Regions from separate parts of the Mus musculus genome. Here regions 1, 2 and 4 are each linked to region 3. Evidence: chromatin contacts called from public Hi-C and promoter capture Hi-C data. All regions are on one chromosome and are shown on one strand. Each heading gives the region's core, a stretch centred on a gene start, on an enhancer-like site or on the middle of the called end of the contact. The rest is flanking DNA. Distances are from core to core; before and after follow the strand shown. Region 1 holds the start of Far2 (fatty acyl CoA reductase 2). Region 2 holds the start of Rassf8 (Ras association (RalGDS/AF-6) domain family (N-terminal) member 8). Region 3 holds the start of Ppfibp1 (PTPRF interacting protein, binding protein 1 (liprin beta 1)). Region 4 has its middle 82 kb from the start of Far2.

What was found. Promoter capture Hi-C pulls out the DNA fragments that hold promoters and counts their contacts. A called contact is a pair of places that touch in the nucleus more often than the background predicts.
Region 1: a promoter capture Hi-C map of hippocampal neurons shows a contact between it and region 3, with 4 times the contacts expected there. The contact joins the promoter of Far2 here to the promoter of Ppfibp1 in region 3. A contact is called at or near these places in 3 of 39 promoter capture datasets (cranial neural crest, hippocampal neurons and stem cell-derived epiblast-like cells) and 1 of 115 datasets of contacts at active chromatin or transcription factors (stem cell-derived neural progenitor cells).
Region 2: a contact with region 3 is called in a promoter capture Hi-C map of pre-B cells, with 2.6 times the contacts expected there. The contact joins the promoter of Rassf8 here to the promoter of Ppfibp1 in region 3. A contact is called at or near these places in 1 of 39 promoter capture datasets (pre-B cells), 2 of 484 Hi-C or Micro-C datasets (both in embryonic stem cells) and 1 of 9 other capture datasets (liver).
Region 4: a Hi-C map of adipose-derived mesenchymal stem cells shows a contact between it and region 3, with 5 times the contacts expected there. The contact joins the enhancer-like site here to the promoter of Ppfibp1 in region 3. A contact is called at or near these places in 3 of 39 promoter capture datasets (cranial neural crest, frontonasal cranial neural crest and hippocampal neurons), 1 of 484 Hi-C or Micro-C datasets (adipose-derived mesenchymal stem cells) and 3 of 115 datasets of contacts at active chromatin or transcription factors (embryonic limb bud, embryonic stem cells and forebrain).

Annotation. Positions count from the first base shown.
Region 1 is chr6:148,046,155-148,048,854 of GRCm38.p6, reverse strand. It overlaps Far2 (fatty acyl CoA reductase 2), which reads right to left and starts at 1,439. Exons shown (of 12, transcript NM_001347516.1): 1 at 1,343-1,439.
Region 2 is chr6:145,745,447-145,748,146 of GRCm38.p6, reverse strand. Rassf8 (Ras association (RalGDS/AF-6) domain family (N-terminal) member 8) reads right to left here and starts at 1,360. Exons shown (of 5, transcript NM_027760.3): 1 at 1,181-1,360. It overlaps Gm15704 (a long non-coding RNA gene), which reads left to right. Exons shown (of 4, transcript XR_869590.3): 1 at 1-1,119; 2 at 2,113-2,327; 3 at 2,510-2,698.
Region 3 is chr6:146,887,097-146,889,796 of GRCm38.p6, reverse strand. It overlaps Ppfibp1 (PTPRF interacting protein, binding protein 1 (liprin beta 1)), which reads right to left and starts at 1,303. Exons shown (of 31, transcript NM_001355728.1): 1 at 1,114-1,303.
Region 4 is chr6:147,963,669-147,966,368 of GRCm38.p6, reverse strand. No RefSeq gene overlaps it. Among named protein-coding and RNA genes, the nearest start is that of Far2, 82 kb to the left of the region's middle. Within about 2 kb of position 1,433, at least 21 of the 459 cell types and tissues checked have an H3K27ac peak or open chromatin away from gene starts, as enhancers often do. A contact at or near this core is called in adipose-derived mesenchymal stem cells, where this site is marked.

The DNA of each region.
Region 1 (2,700 bases), core at 190-2,689, 1.2 Mb before region 3:
TGATGGTGTTGATGCTGACCAGCACACTGTGACCTGCTTCTCTCTGACAGACAATTGTAGCCTAATATTACCATTTGGAGTGATGGGGGCGGGGGGGAATCCCTTGAGATAGGAGTGGAAGATGCCCTTAGAATAAAGGAAATAAAGAGTAAGACACAGGTCTTTAGAAACACTATGAACGAAATCACTGTCCTTGAAGTTTGGTCAGGAGAAACCTCTTGGTTATCTCTAGACACTGCCAAAGTCCAAGATGTGAAGTTTGCTGAAATGAATACCTGTGCAGTTTATAAGACGCCTTAAAATTTATTTAATCTCTTTGCCCTATTTTATGACTTAGAATAACTATGACCCCAAGTCAACTCTCCAGATCACATAGATGGAGAAGCAGAGAGACAAACTGTGGGGCTACAGGCTGAGTCTTACACTTCCATTTGCAATGTCAAACTCTGGAGACGGCCACAAACAAGCAGAAGCACACAACCCTATTGAGTTTCCTGCTCACTTGGTTCCTTGCTCACAAACGATGGAGCATTCACTCGGCATGACTCAAAAGGTAGCCAGAGTCTTACAGATAAAGAGATAATAATCACGATAGCTCAACAGTAGGTAAATAATGTATGGAACAAAAAGTGTTCATTATCTTACCCCAAAAGGAGACAGGAAGGAGACTGGGGTCAGGAGCCTGACAGGGGCAAGGCATTCTTAGGATGGGCATAAATTATACTGACTGCAATCTCACCCCCAGAGGTGTGTGAACAGCCTTCCTTAAGCCACCTGTCCTAGCTGGAGGCCCTGACACCTACCCCTCTTGTTCTCTTCATGATGCCCAAGTCACTGGAGGAAGTCAGAAACTTCTGATCAGGGACAGACCTATTTGGTCACTGAAGCCTACTTCACCCTGGGGTTTATGACCCTGAAGAATCTCTAAGTAAGGGTCTGGATACTCACAGCCTGAGGTGAGCTAGTGGGTAAGGGAGGACATGAAAAGGGAGCATTGTACATGTGGCCTGGAAATATATGCTGTCTCTAGGAGTAGCTCCTGAACTAGGAAGGCTTGGGTGGGACCAGCCAGATACCCCTGTACCTTGGTCCCCAGTTACTACTGAGAGGTTCCCATGTTCACCTTGCTCAGCCCTTCCCAGTTTTCCAATGGCTGTGCATCTCACCTAGCAGACTCAGAGATACCTAGAGCCTACAGGACTCTGGAGGACTGTGAGTGGCCAGGGACGCGAGGCAGGGCCACCGCTTTTCTCCTAGTGCCTGCCTGCTTTACAGCCACAGTCCTCAGGTCCCCCTAGCCTAACCTTCTGGCCTCCCCGCCCCGCTCTCTTCCTTGTGGTACCTGCTGCTTCAGTGCGGTTGACTTGCCGGCTGGTGGTCACGGTCCTCCCGGAGATGAAGGAGGCACTCGAGCTTTTCTGAACCGCGCCTCTGCTCTCCCGGCTCCCAAACGTGACTCTCTATATATCCGGCTCAGAAACTGGGTGTGGGGCGGGAGGAGCGCACCCTCCCTCCGACCTTCCTGGTCGCTGCTGGGCGCCCAGCCGAGGCCTCTGCCAGGGCGGGAGGAGTGCCGGGGCCTCGGACGCACAGGCCCCGAGGATGGCATCGCCTGGGCTTCGGGTGTGTTCCCCCTTGGTGTGCATTGTTGGGTGAGGGGAAAGTTAGCTGGGATGGCGCCCTGTCTGGAAAAGCAAAGGAAGGAGGGAGGGGAAGAGAGAGAAAGAGTCTGATTTGATTCATTGCAGGAGCGATCACTTCCTATTGCACTGGCAAAATGCACTCCAGATCCCATTTATCCATCTCTTCCGCACCACACGCCAGGTGGATGGAAGCTGCAGAGGAGCTCGGCAGGGATGCGCCAGCTCAAGGGCTTTTAAACAGTCAAGGGGTGGCAGGTGTGTGTTTTGGGGGGATGGGAGGGGGCAGGCAACAGGGAGGTTTGAGGTGTGGAGAGCAGAAACCTGATTCTTGCTATCTGATGCGCAGAGACCATGGATGCTAGGGGAGAAACAGGCAGAGGAAATCTCTGGGACTTCCCCAGGAAACGCTTTCTTTCATCTCTTGGTAGCTTTAACAATTTTATTTTATTTATATTTAGTTATTGGTAAATTTTAGACAGAAACCCTCCAGCTGCCAGGAAGTCATAGAATGATGGACCGCGGGAGAGCAAATTTCCCCCCAACCAGAGAGGAAACCTGGCCAACGCCCACCTCAGTTCTCTGCACAATGTGGAAGATAGTCTTCCAAATTTATAGTCAGTTAAGGAAAGTGGGAAGGAATATGGCCCCAAAATTATTCTGAATCTCATTATGACAGGTGATATGCACACAAAAACACCAACTTTGAATCGTGAAAAGTTGAAATTAATGAAACAAGGAACTCCATCCATTAAAAAATCTCACACTTCTCTTGAATTTGCTGATTCTGGACTCTGTTTAATTAAGTATGTTAAGGGAAGTGTAAACCAGAGATAGTCTTACATAGGTGGCTATGTAAAAGCAAGAGAAGAGAACAGGACTTGACAAACATGCAGTTACACACACACACACTCCACTGGAGAAAATATCTGAATGTGTCCTCAGACCCAAATTCTGTGAGTATACTTGAAATGATCCAGGAAAATGATGGTAACAAGATATAGAAATCTTTCACTTGCAACCCCAGCTCTTCAGTATGCTAGGCCAAGAGGGTGGCAAG
Region 2 (2,700 bases), core at 111-2,610, 1.1 Mb after region 3:
AACCATTAACATGACCACTAGAGGATAAAGCACAAACCACTTCCCAAACTGCTAGCGCAGTTGTCCGGAGCCCTGATTCCTGGGTTTATCAGCACCCCACCCCCACCCCCACCCTGCAGTGGGCTGACATTCCCGATTGCCTCCAGCAAAGAACAGGTTTTTGGGTTTAAAAAACAAAACAGGAAAGGTGCCGGTTTTCTGTGCCTCCAAGGTACGATCACAACCCCTGGCAACCACAGATTAAAGACTTTTAAAGAAGAAAGAAAAACTACCTACACCCCCACACACATACACATACACACACACACACACACACACATACACATCCCAAAACTGGGCAGAAACGCAGAGATCACCACATATTTAATATACTTCCCTGGGACAAAACGTGTCTCATGAAAAATGGCTGAGCACCAATCTACAGTTAGGTATCTAAGTGTTCGTCCCTGCTGTCAGCGGGTTGGAGGGATTTTTTTTTTTTTTCTCCTTAACGCAAGGCTTTGATGTGTTGGCAGAGCTGACCTGACAAGCTGGAGTAGGCTAGGAAACGTGTCCTGCATATTTCCTTCTGTGCCTCCAAAGATTAGGACCAGAACTGACTGCGATTAAACCCTACCTAGGATCCAAGGGCTTGAGCCCTTGATGCTGTTCGATGCTGGGAAAGTAGTGGTTCCGCAACCCCGGGCAGCTCGGCGATGCTGAAATGAGCAACCCAGCCCCTAGCTGGTCTCCGCCGCCCACCACCGGGCCGCAGCGGCCTCGCACGCCAAGCCCCCGACCCTTAAAGTTGAGCCTCCTATGATTGCCCTCTGCAAGTTTCCAGGGTGCAGGACGCAGCCAACTTTGCAAGCCGCCTCTGGGCGACTCGCTTCCCCGGAGGGGCTGGCCACCGGGGAGGCAGGGCGGCTACGGTTCAGACAAAATGCAGAAGCCTTCCAACCGCCACTTTTCCTTTTCCAGAGGGGAAGCTCTCCCTCCAGGCGAGCATCCGATTTCCATCTGGAGAGGGAGAGGGCCGACCGCGCATTCCCCTCGCCCACAAAAGTGGCCTCTAAAGTCGCTCGCCAAGGACACCGGGAAGGAGGCGACCCCGGGCAGGGCCAACTTTCGGGAGGCGAGGTGAGGGCGCGAGGGTGACAGCGGCGCCGCGGGGGGCGCGGGCCGGGAAAGTTGTACTTACTGCGCTCGCAGCCCGTCCTCGTAGTCCCGGTGCACGGCCCTCGGCGGAGGCCCGGCCCGCCCAGGCTGAGGCGGCGGCTGAGACGGCCGCGGCCGGCGGCGGCGGAGGGCGAGCGGCGGGCCGGGGCTGAGGAGGCCGGGCCGCAGGGCGGCGCGCGGAGGGCTGAGCCGGCAGAGAGACGCGCGGGGAGGGCGCACGCCGGCCTGGCCCGGCAGGGAGGGCGGTGCGCAGCGGCGCAGAGGAGGAAGGGCGGAGGAAGGAGGGCGGGACCGATAGGGCCGCGGAGCCCCGCACAGGGGCGGGATGAGGGCCGCCGCGAGAGCGAGCCAGCCGGGGAGGCCGCGCCGGGGCAGGGAGGACGAGGTCTGGGAAGTGTGGTGGGGGGCCGAGGAGGCGGGGCGGAGGGCCTGGGCGGGTGGGGCGGAGGCCGAGGAGGCGGGGCCAAGGGCCAGGGAGGGAGGGGCGGAGGGCCAAAGAGGCAGGGCGAACGGCCCGGGAGGGCGGAGCGGAGGCCTAGGAGGCGGAGCCAAGGGCCAGGGAGGGAGGGGCGGAGGGCCGAGGAGGCGGGGCCGAGGGCCGTGATTGCAGGTGGGCAAGGGAGAGCAGGGTGCAGAGCTGGAGAGAGCTGGATGCAGGGCTGAGAGGGGGGCGGGCCGAGGGCCAGGGAGGAGGGCCAAGAGCCAGAGGCTCCGCCCCTTTTCTGGTCGCGGCGCTGGAGAGAGGAGCAGTGTTATACCCCTCACCAGCTCGGGTTACAGCGGCGGCCCCGCCTGCAGACAAGGTTCGGGACAGCGCGGTGCGGCTTTGTGGGAGGCGCTGAGGCCGGTGGGCCGGAGCCTGGCTGAGGTTAAACATTTCCTCCAGTCGCTCGCAGGCTTGGGGTCGCCAGGCCAGTGAGACCTTGCAGCTGACCGCTCTGCGTCTGCTGACAGGAAAGAAGGGAGAAACGGCCCAGCCTTTCCAAGGACTGGTTTGAATGGCTTTTCCTGTAGAATAACTGTGAATTGATGTCCACCGCAGCAACCAGTGATGACCGTTGCAAGTGAGGAGAGATTAAAAAAAAAAAAAAATGAAGTGAATGAATCGAATGTAACAAAGGTTTTAAAAGAGTTGGGATCACTGGAAAGAGGATTGTCACAAGTTCGAGGTCAGTATATGTTACCCTAGCAACAAGCAGTATCAGACCTCAAAGAGTGAATCATATATTATTACACACACACACACACACAGAGAGAGAGAGAGAGAGAGAGAGAGAGAGAGAGAGAGAGAGAGAGGCAGGAATTTTGCCAGAAATTCAAGAACAGCCTGGGCTACATTCTTTGGTTCCAGGGCATCCTGGGCTACAGAATGGGACTGTCAAAAAAGAGAAAGAAGTCTAAGTCGAGCATTCTCCAAGGCATAGTTTGGATTGCTTTTCCTGAGTAGCTGTGATTCAGCAACAGCACCCCCACCTCCCTGAGCAGCAGGCCATGATAGAGGCAACAGACAACGAGGGGAAAAAAGGCAAATGAATCAGAGGT
Region 3 (2,700 bases), core at 54-2,553:
GAGATTCAGGGTCTGAGCACACTTTCCAAATGTGTGGCGTGGCTCTGCAGTATTATATAGGGATTCTGGGGTTCCACCACAGTCCCCTGACTGGAATCTGGGGTATATTACAGGGAGTCTGGGTCCCATTGCAGTTCCCTGAATGGAGCGTATGGTATTATTGGAGTAGTTCCGGGGTGTGGGGTCCCACGAAAATTCCCTAACTGAAGTCTGTGGTGTGGTGGAGACTCTGGGGTGTAGGGTCCCAGAACACTTCTGTAATTGGAGTTCTGTGGTATCAGAGTCTATGGTGTGGTGGGAGGACAAGTGTGAAATGGGCTCACACTGTCCTGAATGAGTCTGTGGCGTGGTGAGATACCCACTGTGTAAAACTGTGCGCATGTCCCTGACTAGAGTTCCATGGTACTAGGATTCTGGGGTGTTCGGGTCCCAGCACATTTCCCTGACTGGAGTCTGTGGTGTGGTGGGGAGTCCAGGAGTGAGCTGGAAGCACACTTCTCTGACTGGAGGCTGTGGTGTGGTGGGGATTCTGAGGCGTGGGGTCCCAGCACACTTCACTGATTGGAGTTCTGTGATTCAGAGTCTATGGTATGGTGAGGGGACGAGTATGAGATGGGCTTATACTACCCTGGCTGGAGACTGTGGGTGTGTAAGGGGTCGGGGAGTCCGGGTGTGAGCTGGGAGCACACTTCCCTGGCTGCAGGCTGTGGAGGGAAGTCTGGATGTGAGCTGGGAACACACTTCCCTAACTGGAGTCTGGGGGGGGGGGTGCTGGGGGGGGTAGACCGGGTGTGAACTGGGAGCACATCTCCCTGACTGGAGACTGTGGTGTGAAGGAGAGACCGGGTGTGAGCTGGGAGCACACTTCCCTGACTGGAGTCTGTGGAGGGGAGTCTGGGTGTGAGCTGGGAGCACACTTCCCTGACTGGAGTCTCTGGGGGAGTCCGAGCACACTTCCCTGACTGGAGTTCTGTGCTGTGGGGAGTCCGGGTGAGGGAACCGAGGACCCAGACGAGCCCTTCCTGTCACCCCGAAGCTGCTGCCCCCCACTCACTAGAGATCCCCGAGAACGCGGGCGCGGGTCGCAGAAGGAACCGCCCGCGGCTGGCTTACCTGAGGCGGAGGGCCGCCGAGCTCCACAAGTTGCAGTTCCGCCTCCCGGGACCCGCCCGGCTGCCAGATCGCCACTCTCGACGCGGCCGCCCCCGCGCCCTACACGGCGACAGGAGCCGGGGCCGGAGCACAGCGCCCGGCTGACATCACCGCCGCCCAGGTGCCGCCTCCCCTCGGTCCTCCTCGTCCCACCGCCCCGCCCCTCCCCCGGCGGGAACCAGCCCCAGGGGCGGAGGGGGCGGGGCCTCGCGCTTGCGGCCCGCTGATTGGCCGGGCGCGCGGTCACTCCGAGGCGGCGCCTGGTCTCCCACATTCCTGGCCGAGCCCAGCGGAGCTGGGAGTGGGCGTCGGTGGGGAGCGCGCCCGGTCCGCTGCGGTCCGTAGGGCGCGGATAAAGGGCTGCGCTGAGCCGGGCGGTCGCTCGCAGCTCTTCCCGGGTCAGAAGCGACGCTCATCCCGAAAGAACGCCTCTGTGTCGCGGACCGAGCGGACGTGGCGGGCGGGGAGCCCCGCGGATAAAGTAAAAGGCCCCGGAGGGGAAACTGAGGACTTACAGAGACTGAGCGGACGAGGATCCCAGAGGTGGCCACCCTAGTTCCGCGTGGTCATCTAGCGGCGCTCAACCACGTGGCTGCTTTTGCATTTAGTAACGAGACAAAAATAAAAATAAAAAGACACGCAAGCTTCCAGAGAAATAAAATGAACTCTCCAGAGGGAGGGGGTAAATGTTTTACTATTTATATTTTTTCGAGGTTTTCCCCCCCTCTCCCCCCCCCCGCTGTGACACATATCAAGGCTGGTCTTCAAATTGTTATCTTTTTACCTTAGCCTTCCTAATAGCTGAGGTTACAGGCCCACACTCAGCAATAACCTGCTTTTTAAAGATTTTTTATTATTATTTTTGTTGGAGTTTGTTGTTGTTGTTTGTCCTGTCGTGAAACTGTGTGTGGACCAGACTGGTCTTGAACAGCTATCTGCCTGCCTCCGCCTCAAACTATTCAAATCAAAGATGTGTACCACCACACCCAGCTATTTTTGTTATTTTGTTTAATTATGTGTAGTATGTGTGTGTACCCATGGAGGCTAGAAGCATTGAATTCTCCCAGTTGTGAGATAGGGGCTGTGGGCTGAACTCAAGTGTTTCTGCAAAAAGAGCAGAAGAGGTTAACTGTTTGGCCATCTCTTCAGGCCCTATGCTGAACTTTTTAAGTCCCATAAGGCTTCTGTTTTGATGCACAACTGAAAAGGGAGAACCCTCACAACTGAGTTCAAACCACATGATAATAATTACTGTTGAACCAATTGCAGTGACTGAGCTAACAATTAAGAATTAACTACTATTTACCCTCTGGTGGATATCAGCTGTGTAATCCTCTTGGCTGCAAAGTCAGGGAGATTCTCAGGAGCCCTTCTTTCAGTTTCCCCTGTCAGACCCAGAACTGAACTGAATAATGAAAAGCAGCTTTATGGATACAGAATATGATTAGTTTCTGTTAGCTTTTTGTTGGCTATGAGCCTCCCCAGCCCCCACCGCCGCCGCTGCCACCACCCTGGGGAACGGAAGGTGGTGTGTTTGTGTATGTGTTG
Region 4 (2,700 bases), core at 184-2,683, 1.1 Mb before region 3:
ACTGTGTAATCAAACCTGGATCCACAGGACATGGGATGAGTTCCATTGAATACACAGTTAGTCTATAAGAGTCCCTTCGTTTGATTCCCAACACAGCATGAACCAAGCATGGTAATGAATGCCTGCCATCTCAACATTTGGGAGGTGGAGGCAGGAGGATCATGTATCAAAGACCATCTTCAATTACACAGCAAGTTTGAGACAAGCTTGAGCTTGAGACACTGTCTCAAACCAAACCAAACCAAACCAAACCAAACCTTGGGTCTCGAGTGGTGGCTCAAAGGTCAAGAACACTGTCTGCTCCTGTAGAGAACCCTAGTGCCTTTCAGGATAGCATTTGAGATGTAAATGAAGTAAATACCTAATAAAAAATTGGAGGAAAAAAAACCCCTAGTGCTATTCAGCTTCAGTGTGGGGCAGCCTACAACCACCTGTGTCTTAGTTTTCTGTTGCTATGATAAGATATGACAAAGTCAACCAAAGGAAGAAGATTCTTTTAGGGCTGTAGTTCTAGATGGATGAGTACATCATGTGGCCAAGTAAGAAACAAGAAAATGGAAACGAACAAACAAGTAAATAACTACATCTCATATGCTGTGCCTTCAAGACCCACTGAAGTATCATCAGAGGTCAGGTCTAAGTAGAGGTGAGTACATCACAAGGCCTTCAGAAGTGGCTTAAAATCTTGAGGGATGGGGTTAGTTCTCATGAGAGTAGCTTTGATAGACACATGAACTTTTCTTATGTGCATTATTGTCCTATGACCACAAGATACCCTCTGACTATATTATACCCTCTGACTGTAGGATGCCTTTTGATCATGTGGCCTCTCTTGCCACATGATGCCCTCTGACCTCTGCCCCCCAGGACAGAAATCCCTTACCATGTACAGCTACCACACCTTGGATATTCCAAGCCTCCAGAATAACCAAGTAGAATTTTCAGTACAAATTACCTACTCTGTTGTATGCTGTCATAGCAACAGGAAGGAGAGTAACATAAGTATTTTGAAGAGGAAAACACCAATCTGGAGGTACTCATTTGTGTGAAGACTTGGGCCAGGGTCTCTGACTGGCACTCTCTTCGGAGACTGTAGTGCCTTGGGTGTGATCTAGCCTAGGGAGGATGCCAAATAAGACCTCATTGTCTGTGGTTAAAACTATACACATGGACTTGTGAGGGGATGTATACTCGGCATAGAAGGAATGAATCAAGAGACTGAGCGTGTATAATCTGCATCTGTCCAGAGTCTGACCAGTCCTGAGGTGGGGAATATATATGAACATTCACCAATGGAATCAAAAGATAAAAATAAAACAAGGTCTTCTTTGAAAGTTCAGAAGCTTTCTTAACAAAGTAAGAATAATAAAACGTCTTCATTTCACATTCCCAGCAACTCATGGGAATAGTTTCCGATGAGCAACCCATGCTGACTCATGCAAAGGGAAGCACTAAGTATGTCACCCTTGGATCTGGGGAAATGGCTCGGTTGGTAAGCAGTTGCTACAAAAGCATAAGGATCTGAATTCAATTCCCAAGCAGAGATCTGGGCGTGACTGTGTGATCTCAGCATGGACAGGCAGAGGCAAGCAGATCCCTGGTGCTCATTGACCAGCTAGTCTAATGAATGGATGAGCTCCTGGTTCAGTGAGACACCCAGTCTGAAAAAAGATGGAGACTAGTGATTGAGAAAGACAGTTGACATTGGCCTCTGGCTTCCACACATGTGCACAGATACATGCATATACATCCATGTGCACAAACACAAGCACATGCATAAGAGTACACACAGAGAAACATTCACACACACACACACACATACACACACATAAACTGTGCAACTCCTGAAAGATTATACATCTTCTGTGTTGCCCACAAAAACAAAAACAAAAACAAAAACAAAACAACAACAAAAAACCTGGCCTGATTGGATCATACATTTGGACCAAACAGGTTTCATGGAATCCAGGCCAGAGAACGTGTTACTCATACCAGGGCGATGTAATCAATAAAACCCAGACTGTGGGAAAACCACAGGACAATCAACTCCCTTCAACAAAAAATTCCAAGGTCAGAGATGGACTGAGGACTTTCAGATTAAGAGAGATTTAAGAGACAGCTAATTATATTATATAGTTTTCATTTGCGTAATTACACAAGCAAGCTCTAACAAATAGAAAATTCACCATGGCTTAAACCTATTCATAGGTCATTTTGGCAGCTGAGGCTTGGAACATTACCTCACCTGTAATAACCCAAAACTACAGCCACTGTTCTGACCTCTCACCATGGGCTAATTCCACCTCTTTATGACATTTTAACAAGGAATTATACAACACACCTCTGCTTTCTTTTGCCCAGAGTAATGCCTGTGGGAACCAATGGGAGTTTTTACCAGGTAGCATTCATTCCCTTAGGACAGTTTAATCATGGAATGACTGGCTGGGAATCTTGCAAACCATTCTTTATGCAAACAGCAACAGCTTTTACTTGGACCTTGCTGAAGTGTGAGCTCTAATGCCATGGACCTCTTCTTTTATGCAAAACCTTTGTTAAATGTTATTTGAAAAACACTGAAAAAAAAAAGTGTAGTTCTAGATCCCAATAAATATGTAGTCTAAGAAGGAGATGGACCTAGTCAAGGGAAACCTAAACATGTAGATTCAAGGTGTCAGAGGCATGGTCATGGGTATCATCATT